2 separate regions of the Mus musculus genome follow, and region 2 is linked to region 1. A link is a contact called in public HiChIP or PLAC-seq data. All regions are on one chromosome and are shown on one strand. The core of a region is the stretch at or near the end of the contact, and the rest is flanking DNA. Distances in the headings are between cores, read along the strand shown.

Evidence for each region. HiChIP or PLAC-seq counts read pairs in DNA pulled down with a chosen protein or histone mark.
Region 2: an H3K27ac HiChIP or PLAC-seq map of stem cell-derived neural progenitor cells shows a contact between it and region 1, with 5 times the contacts expected there. The contact joins two enhancer-like sites. A contact is called at or near these places in 5 of 484 Hi-C or Micro-C datasets (embryonic fibroblasts, embryonic stem cells, liver and 2 more) and 3 of 115 datasets of contacts at active chromatin or transcription factors (astrocytes, embryonic forebrain and stem cell-derived neural progenitor cells).

Annotation. Positions count from the first base shown.
Region 1 is chr1:119,096,528-119,100,550 of GRCm38.p6, forward strand. No RefSeq gene overlaps it. Among named protein-coding and RNA genes, the nearest start is that of Gm41934, 28 kb to the right of the region's middle. Within about 2 kb of position 1,659, at least 12 of the 459 cell types and tissues checked have an H3K27ac peak or open chromatin away from gene starts, as enhancers often do. A contact at or near this core is called in stem cell-derived neural progenitor cells, where this site is marked.
Region 2 is chr1:119,327,264-119,331,286 of GRCm38.p6, forward strand. No RefSeq gene overlaps it. Among named protein-coding and RNA genes, the nearest start is that of Gm33388, 24 kb to the left of the region's middle. Within about 2 kb of position 1,853, at least 89 of the 459 cell types and tissues checked have an H3K27ac peak or open chromatin away from gene starts, as enhancers often do. A contact at or near this core is called in stem cell-derived neural progenitor cells, where this site is marked.

The sequences.
Region 1 (4,023 bases), core at 409-2,908:
AGATAATAGCAAGCTTCTGATGTATGAATGCATGGTGCATGTCGTGGCTGTGGGCTCATCTGATAGAGTTCATTTTTTGTTTTTGTTTTTGTTTTTGTGCGCGCGCGCACACACACACACACCTCCAAAAAGCTGGTCATGCTGTAGCTGGCGTGGCAACTACTCCGGGTTAAAAACAGGAGGATATCAGCTTGAGGTCAGCTTTGGCTACCCAGAGAACTCCCCTTTCAGAAATAAAGCTTAGGTCTGTGCAGGAGGTTGAAGCAAGCAGGCCGGGTTCTGGGGGCCTGAGGGCTCTGCCAGGCCTGTGGCTGTGGACCCAGCTCACTGCTGATGGAGTCAAAGGGCATTGTGGATGAGTGTGTCCCCTCTGAGGAGGGACTGTGGATTCCTACAGAGGTGGCTGGAGCAGGACTGGGGCTCTGCTAAAACCATCTCAGGCTATTCAGTTTGGGATTAGAGAGGAGAGCAACAGGCAGCCAGTCCCAGGTGCCCCTGACCCTGCAATGTCATTGCTCAGACAGGAAGTGGGCAGAGTGACACCCTCAGCTCAGCAGTTCGGCTGGACGGACTTGAGGCTGCCTAGACTTCAGACCATAGCCCAGGGCAGCTAGGGTGTGTGCAGAGGAAAGAGAAACGGCAGCTTCCTGTCCTCACACCAGTATCCAAACTCAGGACAGAGTCCAAGGACTCCACTCAAGACAGCATCGGGCTCTTTTCCTGTCTCTTAAACATGATACTTAAGCTATAGGCAGCCAGTGTACAGACGTCATGGTGGGCTCAGGGATTCTGGGATGTCACTTCCACTCTCTCTGTCCTTCCTCCCCCTTCTCCCCTCACACCTTTCCTTGCCCTCCTCTCTCTTCTCTCACCCTCTCTCCTTCCTTCCAATCTTTCATTTCCTCCCTCCTTCCTTTCCCAACATATAGGAACCCTCCCTCAGTGCCTGGCCTTGCCTGGGGTGTGGACAGAATGATGGGAGACAAGCAAGTGGGTATGCATGGGGCGTGTGTGTGTGTGTGTGTGTGTGTGTGTGTGTGCGCGCGTGCGCGCGCGCTAAGGCAAAGCAAGTCTGGGCTGGAGCATGAAGCTTAAGTCAGGGAACGTTGGGAAGGGCAGGCAGGAGGGCCGGGCCCCAGCTGGGGAGGCCATGCTGGTAAGCTTCCCTCTGAGGTTCAAGTTTAAGGTCCTCTTTGAGGCAGATGAGGATTGATATGGAGGAAGCAGAGCTCTGAGTTCCTGTCCGGTTCTCTACCTCTGTTCCCTATGGTCCTGGGTAGTGATCTTCCCAGGTATAAAATGGGACCAAAGACACCCACGTGTGAGCAGGGGCTGGGGAACTGAGGTGGAGCCACCTGCCTATAGATGCCAGGCTGCAGTTGGTGAAATGCCCCTCACCTCCTTGGTTCCAGTAAGGGCAGGGAGAGGAACCCAGGGTCTGCTCTTGAGCCCAAAGAGCAGGCTCTCCAGCTCCCCAGGTTGGTCCCCAGGCAGCCTGGCTCAGAGCCTCACTTTCTCAGGAAGGCCAAGTTACCGAAACAGATAAATCAATCTGTCAAGATCAGCCTTGGAGAAAGACTCTCTCAGCTACCTCAGCCAAGAAGCTCAAAGGGGAATTGTTCCCGGAGCCCGAGGAGGAAACAACAGATAGTTCTTCGCAGCTCTTCGCCTGCGGCCTTGCTGCCCAGCCCCCCTCCTCCCTTCCCTGGGCTGTAGAGAACACCTGTGCACCGGGGATCAGCCAGGGACAGCACCGCCTCTCCTTCTGGCTCCCAGGGCAGTGCCCAGCCCAGAGCCACCGTTGTGAGAGAAGGGCAGAGCCACTGTTTGGCTCCTGTCCTGGTTTTGCCTGGAGACCTTCTCTGGCCCCCGTGTGTTTGGTGGCCCTTGGCATTAGGAGGGTCACACGGCTGGAGGTGGGGCTGGCAAGCAAACGCCCATCTGGACAGACTCCTGTTCCGAGCTTGAGGTTTGGAAGGGATGGGGACCAGAGAGGCTGAAGACAAGCCGAGACTAGGGAGTAAGGAGCCCAAGGGGTCAATCAGTCCTCCAGTGCTCCCTAAAGAAAAAGGTTGAGGATGGCTTGTTTCTGAGGGCAGGGGGGACTCCAATCTGGAATCACAGCCAGCTCTGCCACTTGGCAGCTGGTGACATTGGGGCAAGTCATTTGTCTTCTCTGATAATCCCTTTCTTCACCTGGAGGCTTGGTGTTTGATGGGGTCTTCTGGTGAAAACAGAAGGTCTTGACCTGGGGGTCTCATGCTGGGAGCACTGACTGCAACAAGCAGCCATGTTGTTTCCTTGTCACGGAACGGGAAGATTCTACACAGTCACTTGACATCCATTTTCTCAATCTTGGAGGGGGGTATCATAGGGCAACTGAGGCTCCCAGTTTGCTATTTGGGTCTAAAGCTGTGTTACAGGAGTTTAGGGGGCCCCAAAGCTAGTGTGGATATATGTGTGTTCCCACGCATGTGCACATGCTTGTATAATGTATTCACATGTATGTGGGGGTGTATGTGTTCTTGTCTGTGCTGGAGCTGGAGGCGAACACCAGGTTCCTTTGCTATCACACTCTGTCTTATTCTCTTAGGATAAGGTCTCCTACTGAACTTGGAGCTAGGTTGGTAGCCAGCAAACTCCAAAGGTCTTCTAGTCTCTGCATCTTCCAAGTGCTTGGGTAACAGGTACACGGGGCCATGCCCAGCCTTTTACATTGGTTGAGGGAGCACAACTCAGGCAAGGAAGCCTGCCTACTGAGCTATCTCCTGAGCCTGCTATTCCTCAGTCTGCTCCACGTTGCAAACACAAAATGGGGAGGTCCAGTCAGAGGAGACAGGTAGGTGGGACCTGAGCCCAGACCCCAGCACATGTCTCTCTTGCCCTTGTGATGCTAGAGTGGCTGGCTGATCACAGCTTTAAGAAAAGAGACTATGGCCAGAAGCAGAGGAGGGGAGGGGGGAACATCAGAAAGAAGTATTCCCAGAACTGATAGGCAGGGGGAAGGAGCTCAGGGCACACCTGGGTCTGCGAGGTGCGGGACTGACTACCCAGCAGGTTGCCATGCTCCCAGAGGCTCCAGGAAAAGGGTTCCTGGGAGAAGAAAGACATTCAGTGAAAACTGGAAAAAGTGCCCTGGAGAGGCCGAGTGGTACTGTGGACTGTAGAATACTTGAGTCAGAGGGTCCAAGGGTCCTCACAGAGCCTGCAGAAGAGGCAGTCAGGGACATGGATCGGCCATCTAGAAACACACACAAGTGCATGCCCTCCTGCATACACACATTCACACATGTGCATACACACTCAAGTGTACACACACATATGCACATAATGCATGCTCACACATGCACACACACATGCACACACACACATGTGCACACACACTCGCACGCATGCACAAAGCTACATCTGCTGAAAGGGGACACGTGAAAGATGATAGTACAGTGTCGCCAGCCTGGGAGTGTCAGGATAACGTCATTGAGGTGAGGGGGGCCTTGGGGTGCGGCACATGCTTCTAACTTCCTGGGGGAGAAACTTGCCACTGTCAGGTACACGAAAGAACTGTCAAAGGTGCACGAAACAAGCCGTGCAGATTGTGAAACTTAAGCCTCACTTGTGTTTGTTTGGTGACAACATTGCAATCCACAGATGTTCTCTCAAGATGAAAAGGAGCAGCTGCCACAGATCTCTTCATTGTGACCTCCGTCATCTCCTGTGTATCACCAGCCTCTGTCTCCTGCTCCCGATTCCCTTATCCCATCACCAGTTGGACCACAGCCACATCCAGATCTATGGCAGGAATTAACTGAAGGAATGGACCTGTGGTGGGATTTTTATGTGGGAGCCAGAGGGCAAAGGTCAAATAGAAGGTGATATGAAATTCAAGGGACAAGGCTGTGGAGGACCAAAGGCCGAGGGTTGTGGGCTACCAGATGTCTCCCAGAGACTGGCAGCCAGGCATGGGAAGGCTTGGAGTAAGAGAGAAACCAGAAGACAGGGACAGTGTCATTGGAGGTCTGAATC
Region 2 (4,023 bases), core at 603-3,102, 230 kb after region 1:
GACATAGTACCCATAGGTTGCCTCTGGAGCCTGGTGCTGCACAGCCAGCCAACACAGAAGCATCCAAATATCTGGCCATTAGAAGCACTGGGGTCCCTAGTTTGCCAGCACACCACACCTACTCAGAGTTAGACAAGGCCAAAAGTGAGGATCCTCTTTCCCAGCCTGGACTGGTTGAGTCTCTGGTATTACAAGGCATGGCCTCAGGCCTCCCCTTTCTTTGTAACCTTACTGCTCTCCCTAATCTCAGAGCCAGCAGAGAATCCCAGGGAAGAGGTGGCTGCCATCAGCCATCCAGCCAGCACAGCAGTGAGGACTCCACATAGAGTCTCCAAGGGCACAAGTCTAGAAGGGACAGGCCACTTGCCATCAAACAGCTGTGATACGAAAAAGTCACCTTTGTGAGATCATTCTCATCTACAAAACATGTGAAGATAACACATCTGATCTTTCAGACCTCTTGCATCGGTGTGTGTGTGCGTGTGTGTGTGTGTTTGTTGGAATATGTGTGGTTTTATGTGTCTGGTGCATTTATGTGCACTTTGTCTTGAGCCCAGAAGCTGACATTGGTGTCTTTCATTATTGGCCCTCTCTCTCTGAACTTGGGAGTCACCTAGGTAGCCATCTTGCCTCAGGGCTCTTTGGTCCCTGCCTGCAGAGCACTGGAATTGCAGGCTAGTCACAGTACCCAACAGGCTTTAAGCGAGTTCTGGAGTCCTGGGGAGCCGGATTCCAATCCACACACTTGCCCCTCAAGCACTTTATCCACTGAGTAGTCTCCACACTACTCTAGGATATGAGACATTTACTGTCACTCCTAAAAACAGTTCAAGAAATCCTGAACAAGGTACAAAGTGACAGGAGTCAACAGTCAGGCCTTGGCCAAGTCCACGCTCATCTCCGGCCTTGCCCTGCCCTTCAGTCCTTGGCTTCAGAAAGGCTCTCATTTCTCCTGCTTTTGCACTGTGAGTGTGTGTGTGTGTGTGTGTGTGTGTGTGTGTGTGTGTGTATGTTGTATATGGATGTGCGTGTATGTGTTTTGTGTTATATGTATGTGTATATGTATGTGTATATATGTTTTGTATGTGTTGTGTGTATATGATGTGTTGTGAGTGTATGAATATCTATGTGTGTATGTATGTGTGTATATTTGTGTGTGTGTGTGTGGTGTGTGTGTGTGGTGTGTGTAGGTATGTATATGTATGTGTTCATATGTGTATGAGAGCATGCAGATTTGTGGTTCTGTGGAGGAAAAGGTATCATTCCTTTAGTGCCAGAGCCCTTGTTCTATGAGACAGGGTTTCTTTATTGACCTGGAGCTGTTGAGTTAGGCTAGTCTGGCTGGCCGTGGGGTCCATGGATCCCCTGGCCTCATCCCCAGAGCTGAACTACAAGTGCACACCAGTATGCCCAGCTTTCTTCTTTTTTCTTTTTATGTGGGTTCTGGGGATCGAACTTGGATTCTTGTGTTTGCATGGCAAACACTTCACCATCTGAGCCGTCTCTCCAGCCTCCTTTGCATTTTTCACGATATAATTTGGGTGCCCAGAAGCCTTCCTTTAGGAGAAACATTTGTGCCGGATGATATCAGCCTAATTAAGGGCTCCGTTTTGGGGGCCTGGTTGCTTCCCCCAGCTCCTAACTCCTGCCAATCCTTACTGGCTCCAGGGCAGGCCAGCTACCTGCTCATGCGGGTTCTGGAACCCTGGGCACCAGTGTGCCCTGCCCCCGCCATGATTGATATCTTGATTAGGAGCCAGGAGCTGGCGGGCCAGGTGTTACCTCGGCCTGGGCTGGAGGCAGCAAGCTCTACTAGGCCGGCCCTGAAAGGCACAAGCGTGTTCTGCCGTAGCAATGAGCCTTTGTTTGCCTTGGCAGCGCTGTGGCCTCCCTGGGGCCGGCCCCATAAAGGGTTTCTGTTCGGGCTGGAGGACTCATTGTCGAAAAATTGTCCCTCAAAAAATTAGCATGGTACAGTGGAGAAAGCAGAACGCCCGGCAAATGACAGCTGCTGGCCCCAGACAGGGCCAGAGAGAGGAGTTTTACAAGGTGCCACCTCAGAAAGGCACCTGTCAATCCAAGCCTGCAGTGGCCAGAGGGGTGGCAGGGCAAGGGCAGGTAAGGAAAGAAAAGGTGAGGAGCACAAAGTCGGGATCCTGAACCCTTCATGTGGGGCATCTCTTATTCCTGAGGGTGTCAGGGGGGCTTTGAGTCGGCTCCCTCTGTGAGCTGCAGTTAGTGCTGGCTTGAAGAAAGGGGAATTGGGTAGCAGTGATGTAAGAGATGGGGGAGAGGAAGGAGAGGGTGTAGAGGAGAAAGAGGGAGGGAGAGGAGGAGGGAAAAGGAGAGAGAGAGAGAGAGAGAGAGAGAGAGAGAGAGAGAGAGAGAGAGAGAGAGAGAGAATCCTAAAGGTTATGTGGTTAATTGAACATCAACAGCCACAGATACAATTATGCCCTTTTGTGTCTTTCTCCCAGTGTGTTGATGGATAAGTAACTAGATTAAAGGAGCCGGGAGCCTGGGTTGGAAGGGCCAGGCAGTAGGGGGGAGATCCCTTCTGAATGGTGACCCAGGGCTCCCGCAGACCCCAGCAAGGAGGGAAAACAGTCAATTAGAGAGGAGAGAAAAGATGGAGGGAGCTGGGTTTAGCATTTGCATAAAGGCTGGGGCCCTGAGGCTGCCACCCTTCATGAGCAGTGAGCATTGAGAGCAAGGATTCTCAGGGCGAGAGGCTGGAGTGTTATATTAGGGTGTAACACATGGCAATTGTTGAGCATCTCAACACGGAGCCTGTGTGTACCCAGTATATATAAGGCAGGGATGAGGGTGCCTGGGCCAATATATAGGATGTGTGTGCACAGGAGCCTGCCTGTGCATTGACGTGACCTTCTTATCAGCAAGGTCGTTTCCTGTGAGTTGCACCTGTGTGCCATGCACAGGCCTAGCTCCCTTGTTGAGATGCACATGTAGATTTGTGTTGATGTAGACCTGAGCAGTAACTGGGCTGGCACCACACCCCTAGCAACAAAGGTTAGCTCATCAAGATTGCCTGGGGCTTTCAAGAGCCTGAATCTAGAAGTAGCCCCCAGGCTCATTGGGCTTCTGAGTTGTCTCCCAAAATCTTTCTGTGTCGCCCTAGCCTGCTCTTTCTGTGGACCCCCCACCCCAGAAAAGCCCCAGCTCGGCTTCTTTTTTCTCGTAAAGTTTTTGTTGTTGTTGTATGTTTGCTGTTTGTTTTTTAACTGGATCTCATGTAGCCCAGGCTAGCCTAAACTCATTATGTAGATGAATATGCTCTTGAATTTCATGTGTGTGGAGGGCAGGGTATATTTCATGGGTGGTATATGTGTGTGTTTGTGTAGGTGGGTGCACACACACACACACAAGTGCATGTGCACAGTGTGCGTGTGAATGTAGAGGCCGGAGATCCCTCGATTGTTCTTATTTTTTAACACAGGGTCTCCCACTGAGATCATCAGTTCCACTAAACTGGCTGGCAGGGAGCACAAGGAAGGCTCCTTTCTTTGCCATATGCTTATGAGGCAGGCACTTTACCAAGAGAGTTCACAAGCCCCTAACTTTGAATTTGTGGTCCTTTAACCTCTACCTCCCCAGAGGTGGGATGCAGGCACGCACCTCCATACCTGTTTTATGCCTGACATGTTCCAGCCCTGAACTTTGAGCATGCTAGACAGGTACTCTCCAATGAGAGATACAGCAGGGGCTGTATGTATCCCCTGCCCCTAACACTGTCTTATCTGAACAAGCAAGGAAATGAGACCGAGGAATCCAGAATACAAACTCTCTAAGGTTGAATGCTGACCCCTAATTTTGTGACTCAGACAGACCACGTGACTATGCTGCCTGAAGACAATGGTCAGATCCGATGTTAAGACTGTTTTAAGGGTTCAGGGAGGTCCTGTGTGGAGGTGGGAAGGAGTTTGTATATCCTGGCCTACCTGAGACAGTCTCAAGTGGTACCTGTGGCCCCAGCACAATTATCCACAGTGCCCTACACTCTCA